Linked DNA regions of Mus musculus: region 1 is linked to region 2. Evidence: chromatin contacts called from public Hi-C data. All regions are on one chromosome and are shown on one strand. Each heading gives the region's core, a stretch centred on a gene start, on an enhancer-like site or on the middle of the called end of the contact. The rest is flanking DNA. Distances are from core to core; before and after follow the strand shown.

What was found. Hi-C and Micro-C count contacts between places; a contact is called where the count stands out from the background.
Region 1: a contact with region 2 is called in a Hi-C map of uterus, with 7 times the contacts expected there. The contact joins two enhancer-like sites. A contact is called at or near these places in 6 of 39 promoter capture datasets (the 3T3-L1 cell line, the HPC-7 cell line, hippocampal neurons and 2 more) and 11 of 484 Hi-C or Micro-C datasets (the AML12 cell line, the HPC-7 cell line, bone marrow-derived macrophages and 5 more).

What each region holds. Positions count from the first base shown.
Region 1 is chr8:82,844,859-82,848,819 of GRCm38.p6, reverse strand. No RefSeq gene overlaps it. Among named protein-coding and RNA genes, the nearest start is that of Gm31545, 9.3 kb to the right of the region's middle. Within about 2 kb of position 2,194, at least 31 of the 459 cell types and tissues checked have an H3K27ac peak or open chromatin away from gene starts, as enhancers often do. A contact at or near this core is called in uterus, where this site is marked.
Region 2 is chr8:81,810,761-81,814,813 of GRCm38.p6, reverse strand. All of the region lies in intron 7 of Inpp4b (inositol polyphosphate-4-phosphatase, type II), which reads right to left. Among named protein-coding and RNA genes, the nearest start is that of Gm25267, 340 kb to the left of the region's middle. Within about 2 kb of position 2,638, at least 48 of the 459 cell types and tissues checked have an H3K27ac peak or open chromatin away from gene starts, as enhancers often do. A contact at or near this core is called in uterus, where this site is marked.

The sequences.
Region 1 (3,961 bases), core at 945-3,444, 1.0 Mb before region 2:
GATACAAAAACTGTGGATTTTAACACCTGTGATAAATGTTGGCATACATTCCATTTATCCAGTTTTAACAATGGCCTTTCTGTGGTCTGGTAAGTGATGTGCAAGTCCAGTGTGAATCCATTAGAACTACACGCACGTTTGCGCTGGTTAATGTTATTGTGGAAGCACACTGCTGCACAGGATCCTTCAGTGGGAGGAGCAGTTCCACACTGATGCTCATTTAAAGACTCACGTTTATTGCTCTGGGGTGTATTTAATAGCCACAGGGTAGATACACTGTCCAGTTGTATCCAAAATAAATAAATAAATAAATAAATAAATGAAAAAAGAAACACTAGTCTTGTTTTTCAAAAGCATTAATATCTTAGTTGCATTTAGTTACAGAGTGTTGAGAGAAATGATTCTACTGTCTTGAAAAGGCATTGAGAGAAATGATTTTACTGTCTTGAAAAGGCAAACCTAGAGTACCTGATTATTTTGACACATAACAGCCAAGAAAGCACCATTCACTTTGTTACACATTTTCTTGTTTCATCGTATCGTTTCTTTGCATGAAAACAAGTGAAACTAATTTACAGGGGCACTGTCCTCTCTCTCACAGCCATGGATAATAGACACTCGGTGGATTATATAACGAGCTCCTCCCCAGACTTCTGTTAATCTTTTTCACCATGTTTAGGACTTTATTCTTATCCTGTCCCAGAAGCTGTTTGACATATCCTTACTACTTGTAGCTGGTGTAAATCCGGGGCAGTTCATTCTGTGTTTTGGTGAGTAAATTTCCCTTATGCTTTAAACCTATATAACATTTTTGATAAGACAAATGTACATTAGCCTATGCAAACAGCTAAAGAGGGCCATTCTGAGGAGCCCAAAGGCTGTTTATCCCCAGGAAACATTTACCTCTTAGTTGTATGCCTGGTTTACACCATGCACAATTATGTTCTTTTCCTGACTCAGGCTGGGAAAGGTTTTAAAGTCTTTCTGTGTGTCTGTGTGTGTTGGGTGAAGGGGGGTATGCAGTCATTGCAGAAGTTTAGCACTTTATGGAGATATTGGTGGAGAGATATTACTATAGTATTATGAGCTGAGTTGTAACCCCTCCACCCACCATTATATACTGAAGTCCTCACTGGTATCTCAGAATGTGAGTATAGCAGATTGCATCATTAAGAGGTAGTTAAAATTAAAATGAGGGCGTCAGGTATGCCCTTAAGTATGAACAACATCTCCATTATAAAAGAAGCTTGGACATAGTCATGTGAAGACCCTGAGCAGCTGCGATTCACAAGCTCAGATGAGCAGCCTCAGAAGGAATGAAGCCAGCACACATCTAGATTGTGCACTTGTGAGAAAGCAAAGCCCTGTTGTTTAAGGCAGACAAGATGGCTGTACTTGACATAGCCCTTGTAGGCTAAAATCAAGCAATAATAGCTAACGAGGAAGAGGGCAGTGGGGGCAGGTGGCTCTAGAATAGTTCAGGGGAAGGAAGGCTCTTCAGCATCTATTTCTCCACTTGTGAGATGCCATAGAGACAATGTGTTATTTGCCTTTTAATCCTAATTTGTACATGGTAAATGATCAGGCACAGTTAATTAATGCAGTGGTGATTAATGGGGAAGGTGTGCTCCAGGTTCAAACTGACTGTGTGATGTGTGGGGGAAAGAGGAGAGTCTGTTGTTAGGGAGACACAAACATCAGACCTTGGCTTTAGTTTCTCTGTGCCTCGATTTCTCTTGCGGGACAGATCATCATTGTACCTGCCATGTTGTTTGCTATGAGTCTGAAAGGTTCTAGCTCTACCCCACACTGTGGGCCTGTGAGTCATTTCAACAATGTGGAAGGCATATGTGAACCCTTTCACATCTCTGCTTAACAGCTGACAAAAAGATGAAAGACTGTGTCTGGCTGATAATGCTATTGGTTCTTTGGCCAAATTCCAACTTACGTTATTGTCACATAAGTGGCCAGACACTCCTACTCTGGGCAGAAGATGTGGCTTTTATAAATCTGAAAAGGAACTCCCAAGAAGTCTGAAATAAAAACAGAGATCATTCTGTTCTGTACCTTGCCTGTGTAGCATCGTATTATGTATTAGCACAGATGTTAAGATAAACAATTCCCATTGTTTACTGACTAATGACAGCATTCAGGCTAATGTGGCTGAGAAGAGTCAGGGAACTTGGTTCACATAGAGATGGGGAGCACAAATGCCCAGCTGCTGTCCTGGTCTGTATTTGGAGACAGAGCAGGCCCTCCTATACCATGTCTAAAAATTGAGCAAGTTTGCTTAAAATTCAGGCCACAGACTGGAACTCAAAGGGGTCACAAACCAACAGCTGGATTTCACATAGTTTGTCATGACCAGGTGAGTTTTCAGTAAGTTATAAAGGGTGGAAGCATGGACAGAAGCAAAGGTGATCAAAAGAGTGCAGCCAGCATTCGTCAACACTGTAAGCTCCAAATGATCATTTAATTCAGCCAGTAAAGATTAAGGGCAGGCTGAGAGTGTGGGCCTGCCACTAAGGTAATTGCTGAGTCATATCAGCCTTCACCAGACTCAGACATTTAACCAAAGACTTCCCTTTTGTAAGATCTATCTGCTCTCTAAGTTCCTGCTAGTCTAGAACAGCGTGCATTATATTTAAATTTTTCTGTAGACAACTAAAAGAAAGATTGGGAAAATGTAAATCAAAACAACCTTAAGATTCCATCTTACACCCATCAGAGTGGCTAAGATAAAAAAAAAACAAAAAAAACCAAAAAACTCATGTAAGTGACAGCACATGTTGGCAAGGATGTGGAGCAAGGGGAACACTCCACCATTGCTAGTGGCTGACAAAACTTGTACTAACACTTTAGAAATCAATTTGGCATTTTCTCAGAAAACTGGGAATAGTTCTACCTCAAGACCCAGCTATACCACTCCTGGACATATAAGCCAAAAGGTGACTCAACATCCCACAAAGATACTTATTCAACTATGTTCACAGCAGCTTTATTCATAATAGTCAGAAATTGAAAACAACCTAGATGTCCCTCCACTGGAGAATGGATAAAGTAAATGTGGTACATTTACACAATGAAATACAATTCAGCTATTAAAAACCAAAACATTGTGAATTTTTCAGAAAAAGGGATTGAACTTGAGAATATCATCCTAAGTGAGGTAACCCAGTCCCAAAAAGACCTGTATGGTATGTACTCGCTTAGAAGTGGTTATTAGCCATAAAATACAGGTACCATGTACATTCCACAGACCCAAAGAAGCTAAACAAGAAGAAAGACTCAACTCAAAAGTCCAAGCATTCCCAAGCATGGAAGTCTCAGACTGTGGCAGCACCTTGTGTTGATGGTAAAGATACAGCAGCAACTGGCAAGATTCTGGGTAAGACTATATTCAAAAGCAATGGACTTAGCCTCTCAGACAGGAAGAAGTGCAGGGTAGGCAGTCCTAAGGTTGGCTGAGTCCACAATGCTACTGTTGAGGAGTCAATGCTTAGGTCCTTCTCTTGTCTGCCCACATCCTGATACCAACAGACCTGGGATGCTCTCAACCTTGATCTGTGAAACCAATCACTGGAGAGATGCAGAACTGACTGAAATGCCAAGAACAAGAGGCTGAGTGCTCAGCTCTAACTGGGGCATCTGCATTGCCTGTCCCTGCCATGAGCACCATCACCAAGGCTCAGGGAACATTGCAGAAGAGGAGGAGAGGATGGAAGAGCCAGAGGATGGGAGAGTGCTGAGAGATGCTGCCTTCTGGACAGGATGTGGCTGTCGTAGTCATGAAATCCCAGCAGCTGTTGTTACCAGTGCAAGACCTACTGAAGGCAAAAGCAACCAGAGGAGAGTTACAGCATAGAATTCAGATTAGTCAATGGCACCACTTGCTATGGAGCTATGACAATGGCTGGAGAAGGGAGGATCATTCTTTATTGAGTATGTGACCCCTGGTAGA
Region 2 (4,053 bases), core at 1,389-3,888:
TGGAGGTGTTGAGCTGAGAATGTAAAGAAGAGCACAATAGCCAAGGAAGGCTTAGCAAACCCGGCCATTGAGCTAAAGCACATCAAAAATAAGCTAATGTGTGTGTCTTTCGTCTGCAGATACAAGGGAAACCAGGCAGGGCTGAAAGCTGTCTGACACACACAATAAAGATTGGAGAAAGTAAATTAAATACTTACTTGCACATCTTCCGGGGTAGGGAAGTGTCCAATAAAATTAACCTTTTTATTTTTATATGCACTAAGATAGATGCTGCTATTGTCACTCAATTGTCAATTTGAGAAACTTAAGACGAAAGTTAGTAAATTTCAATAAAATTTATTTAAATGATCCATTAATAGAACTATCCAAATAAATACATTCTGAATGAAGCACTACAACAATTTTCTGGTATCATGAACATAGACAACTGCAATGGAAATACAAAGCACTATGACACTGGGGAAGATTGAAACTGATGAATACTTTCACCTTGATTTAGCTATACTTAAACAAGGGTGGTTAATAAAAATGGGAGTATCTCCCAGAAAACACAGAGAAGCAGGGTTCCAAGTCCTAGTTTGAGGTTCACTATCCTCTTTATATGTCACAATAATTTATCAGTACCTTTAGCGAAATGAAAGAGGAGACGACTGTGAGGTGTTATATTTTTTTTAAATCTCTTGTGTTCTAAGAGACTGACACTTTTTTCTAGACCTCACAGCCAGAGTTAATACTACACTATGAGTTCACTTACGATTTAAGACTGCTATCCCATTGGGTTCTCAGTTGTTTGTTTAACCTGCCATTAAGAGACCCTGGGAACCACCAGCCTTACCTGCCTGGATTCCTCTGTGTAATCAGCTCTACCACCTAAGCTAATGACTAATTTTAATTTTAAATTGTGTATTCATCTATGTCCCTGACCCAGAGAGCAATGCATATGGATATGTGTGAGTGTTATGGTAATAGTTTGCTGAAAACAGCAGACAGAGTGAAATTGACCTTATCCAACAAATATCTACCATAAATATTGGGGAAAGCATATGGAAGATGCTTGATAACACAATGTTTGCAGTAGTGAGTTCTTTGGGGTCAGTTGAAGTAAATAACTTAATCCCTTGTTTAAAAAGCAACTGTTAAAGATTTCTGTAAAGCATCATTCCTCTCCCATGTGGTAGTCTCTCTGCCGTCCAATAACCGGAGAACAAAGTTTTTGTTAAGAGACTCACTCAGAGCAAACACAGACAGGTTACAGAAAGGCCAGCTACAAACTACAGACAGATGGAAAGCATAGGGAGAAATGGAAAATTCGAACTTGGACTCACTCTTGGGCAAATGAACCCAGGAAGAAGTCTGAAATTTCATCCCTTAATTTGACATGGAGGGTACAGAGACCTGTGATTCTGAGAAGGTTAACAGGACATGAGAAACACCATAACTCCAAATGCTGTCCTTTAATTATGAAGCAACAGGCACAATTATGTGACTGTAAAAGACCATGGAAAGCAAAGATACTCTTAGGTCCATCTTGGGAATAATAGTCTTCCATCCTGAAGTCTTAGCTTATGATACAGCAGAGGGTTGAGACCCACCCTACCCCTGTTTCCCGAGGGGATACCAGAAAGTCTGTACATTCATCAATCATAAGTCAATTATTTTCTATTAATTGTTTTGACTGAAGGTGAAAATAACGTGGCAATATTCACCTACTTAAAGAACTCAAGGCATTAGCATACAGATGTGCCAAGATAAGGTTTGATCAAAAAAAAGGTATTTCTGAAATATTTTCCTTTACAGGATAAATCAGATTAGTAATCAATTAGGAGTTAAAATCAGGTTTGCATCCATCACCAGCAGAGAATGATGGAGGAGAAGCATGGAATCAGTAGATGGAAGGCCTTTTGAATATCTATCTCTTTCTTACTTTCCTTTGCAATACTGGGGTTAACCCAGAATGTTAGGCATAAGAGACACATTTTTTTTTCCCCAATGAGCCAGGGCCCTGTTCAAATAATTCACAAGTGTCAATCTAGAATATAAGAACTAACTTCATCTTTCTAAACAGGAGTTTGATGATGGGCTAATTCAAGCAGTAATACTTCCTGCCTGCAGACCAGAAGTGGCCTGACTCAGGACAGCTATGCCTAAAATATCTCTAGTAAGGAATCCACAAAAGAGCAGTTCCCTGTAAGGCCACAGCAGGTCACCAGAGTAAAGCCATATTGTCCCCTGAGCCCCCAGAGTTCTCTTCACTGCCTCCTCCCAGGCAAAGCTACTCTGTTGGTGCTCAAAGGGGCTAAAAAACATTCACAGCCTGGGGATGCTGCAAACTGAAGGGTTGCTGAAGAAGCTGGTATTTAGCTCTCAGCCTTGCCAGCATCAGGAGTGGAGCAGCTGTGAGTTTTCCAGGGTTTTTTATTTTATTTTTTCAATTTTTTTTTACAACTTCTTCCCTTCAGCAAGAAAGATTTGTTGTTTCCCTGCCAGACTCCTGCTACATTTGTCTGTTTATTAGCTTAGCTGCATACTCTGTCTAGTAGCCAAGATCGTCATGGCGATAGCCACTTGTTTACAATCTGTGTTTAAATAAATTAACTCCCAGTCAATTATCAGCTACATATCTTTATTTCAATAGAAACTCCGACATCACAGAAGACAGGCCTCTTAGTGGAGGTAATCCCAGACAACAAGAATGACCAGCACAGAAGATGAAAGGAACATTGCAGGACCATTTCCCAAATCAAAGGAAAAAGAAATCTATTGTAAAAAGGGATGTTATTTTCACAGTTTCCCTCCCTCCACCCTCCCTCCTTCCCTCCCTCCCTCCCTCCATCCACCTTCCCTCCTCTCTTTCTCTCTCCCTGTAAGCAAGGTTGCTAGGAATCCAGATCTACTTTTTCATAGCAATTTAGCACCACACGATCCTGCAGATCTTTAGCTGAGTCAAAGGACTATCATCAAACTACTTAGAAAGACAGCAAGATTTAGACTAGCAGTCACAGGGATTGGTTCTTATCTCTTACAGAGACAAAAGACCAGTTCTCTAAAACATGTGAAGCACAGGCTTCTTTATATCATTAATAGTTTCTGAAAATATTCAATAATTTCTTACAATGTCTTTGAAGAAAATGCATGGGAGTAAAAAGGAATATAGAAATCACTCTATCAATCTGGTATTATAAAATATTTTCCATAACTGTTACACCCTCATTAATGTATTTATCACTACTTTATAATAGCAAAATAAGCATATTACTCACAAGCCATTGAGCCTCAACCATGAGTAGACCTCATGTGATGTAAACACTGGTTAAGTACTATTGGGAACCTTTCTGACAACATTGAAGTCATTTAAGAATACCTATTCCACTGTTATTTTTTCAAGATTTAAGAGAGCTAGAATGTTAATGCTTACAAAATTATGGTTTTACTCTCAAGATTAAATTTGCATTTCTTGTTGCAAAGCATTTTACCAATCTTCTCAATCTAAGCTCCAAGTCCAGAATGGAAAGAAGGGCCTGAGACTCCCCAGATTATGTTTCCACTGTCACAACTGTTTCTTCTTTAGGCTTTCTTAATAGGGAACGTCTGTAAACACTGAAAGATGCTGTCTCTCTCTCTCACTGATCACCCTTCTGCCTGTCCTCCCTGCAGTGGCGCTGAGACCACCTGGCAGTATTTCCAGCGCTGCAGCACTATTCCAAACCTGCTAGGGCCACCCCTGGGCCAGCCTTTCCTGCTCCCTATGTGAAGTCTTTGCTCTCAGGCCTCAGCCAGGGTTACTGCCAACACTCATTGGATATCAGTTAAAGCCAACTCCACTGGTCATTTCCTTCCAAAGTCCAAGTGTTGGTAGTGTTTCCTGTTGTCTCCCTTCTGTTGCCTGGGACCTCAATGTCAATTTAAAGGGCTCATTTGACATTTTCTAGAGCCACAGGAGCTTCTGGCATAATAAATGATTCCTTTAAATACTGTATTCAGATAGGTAGTGTGGTTGCCTTCTCCCTGGGCAGGAGGACTGTGATAACTCTCCTAGAGAGTTAGAGTAGTTGC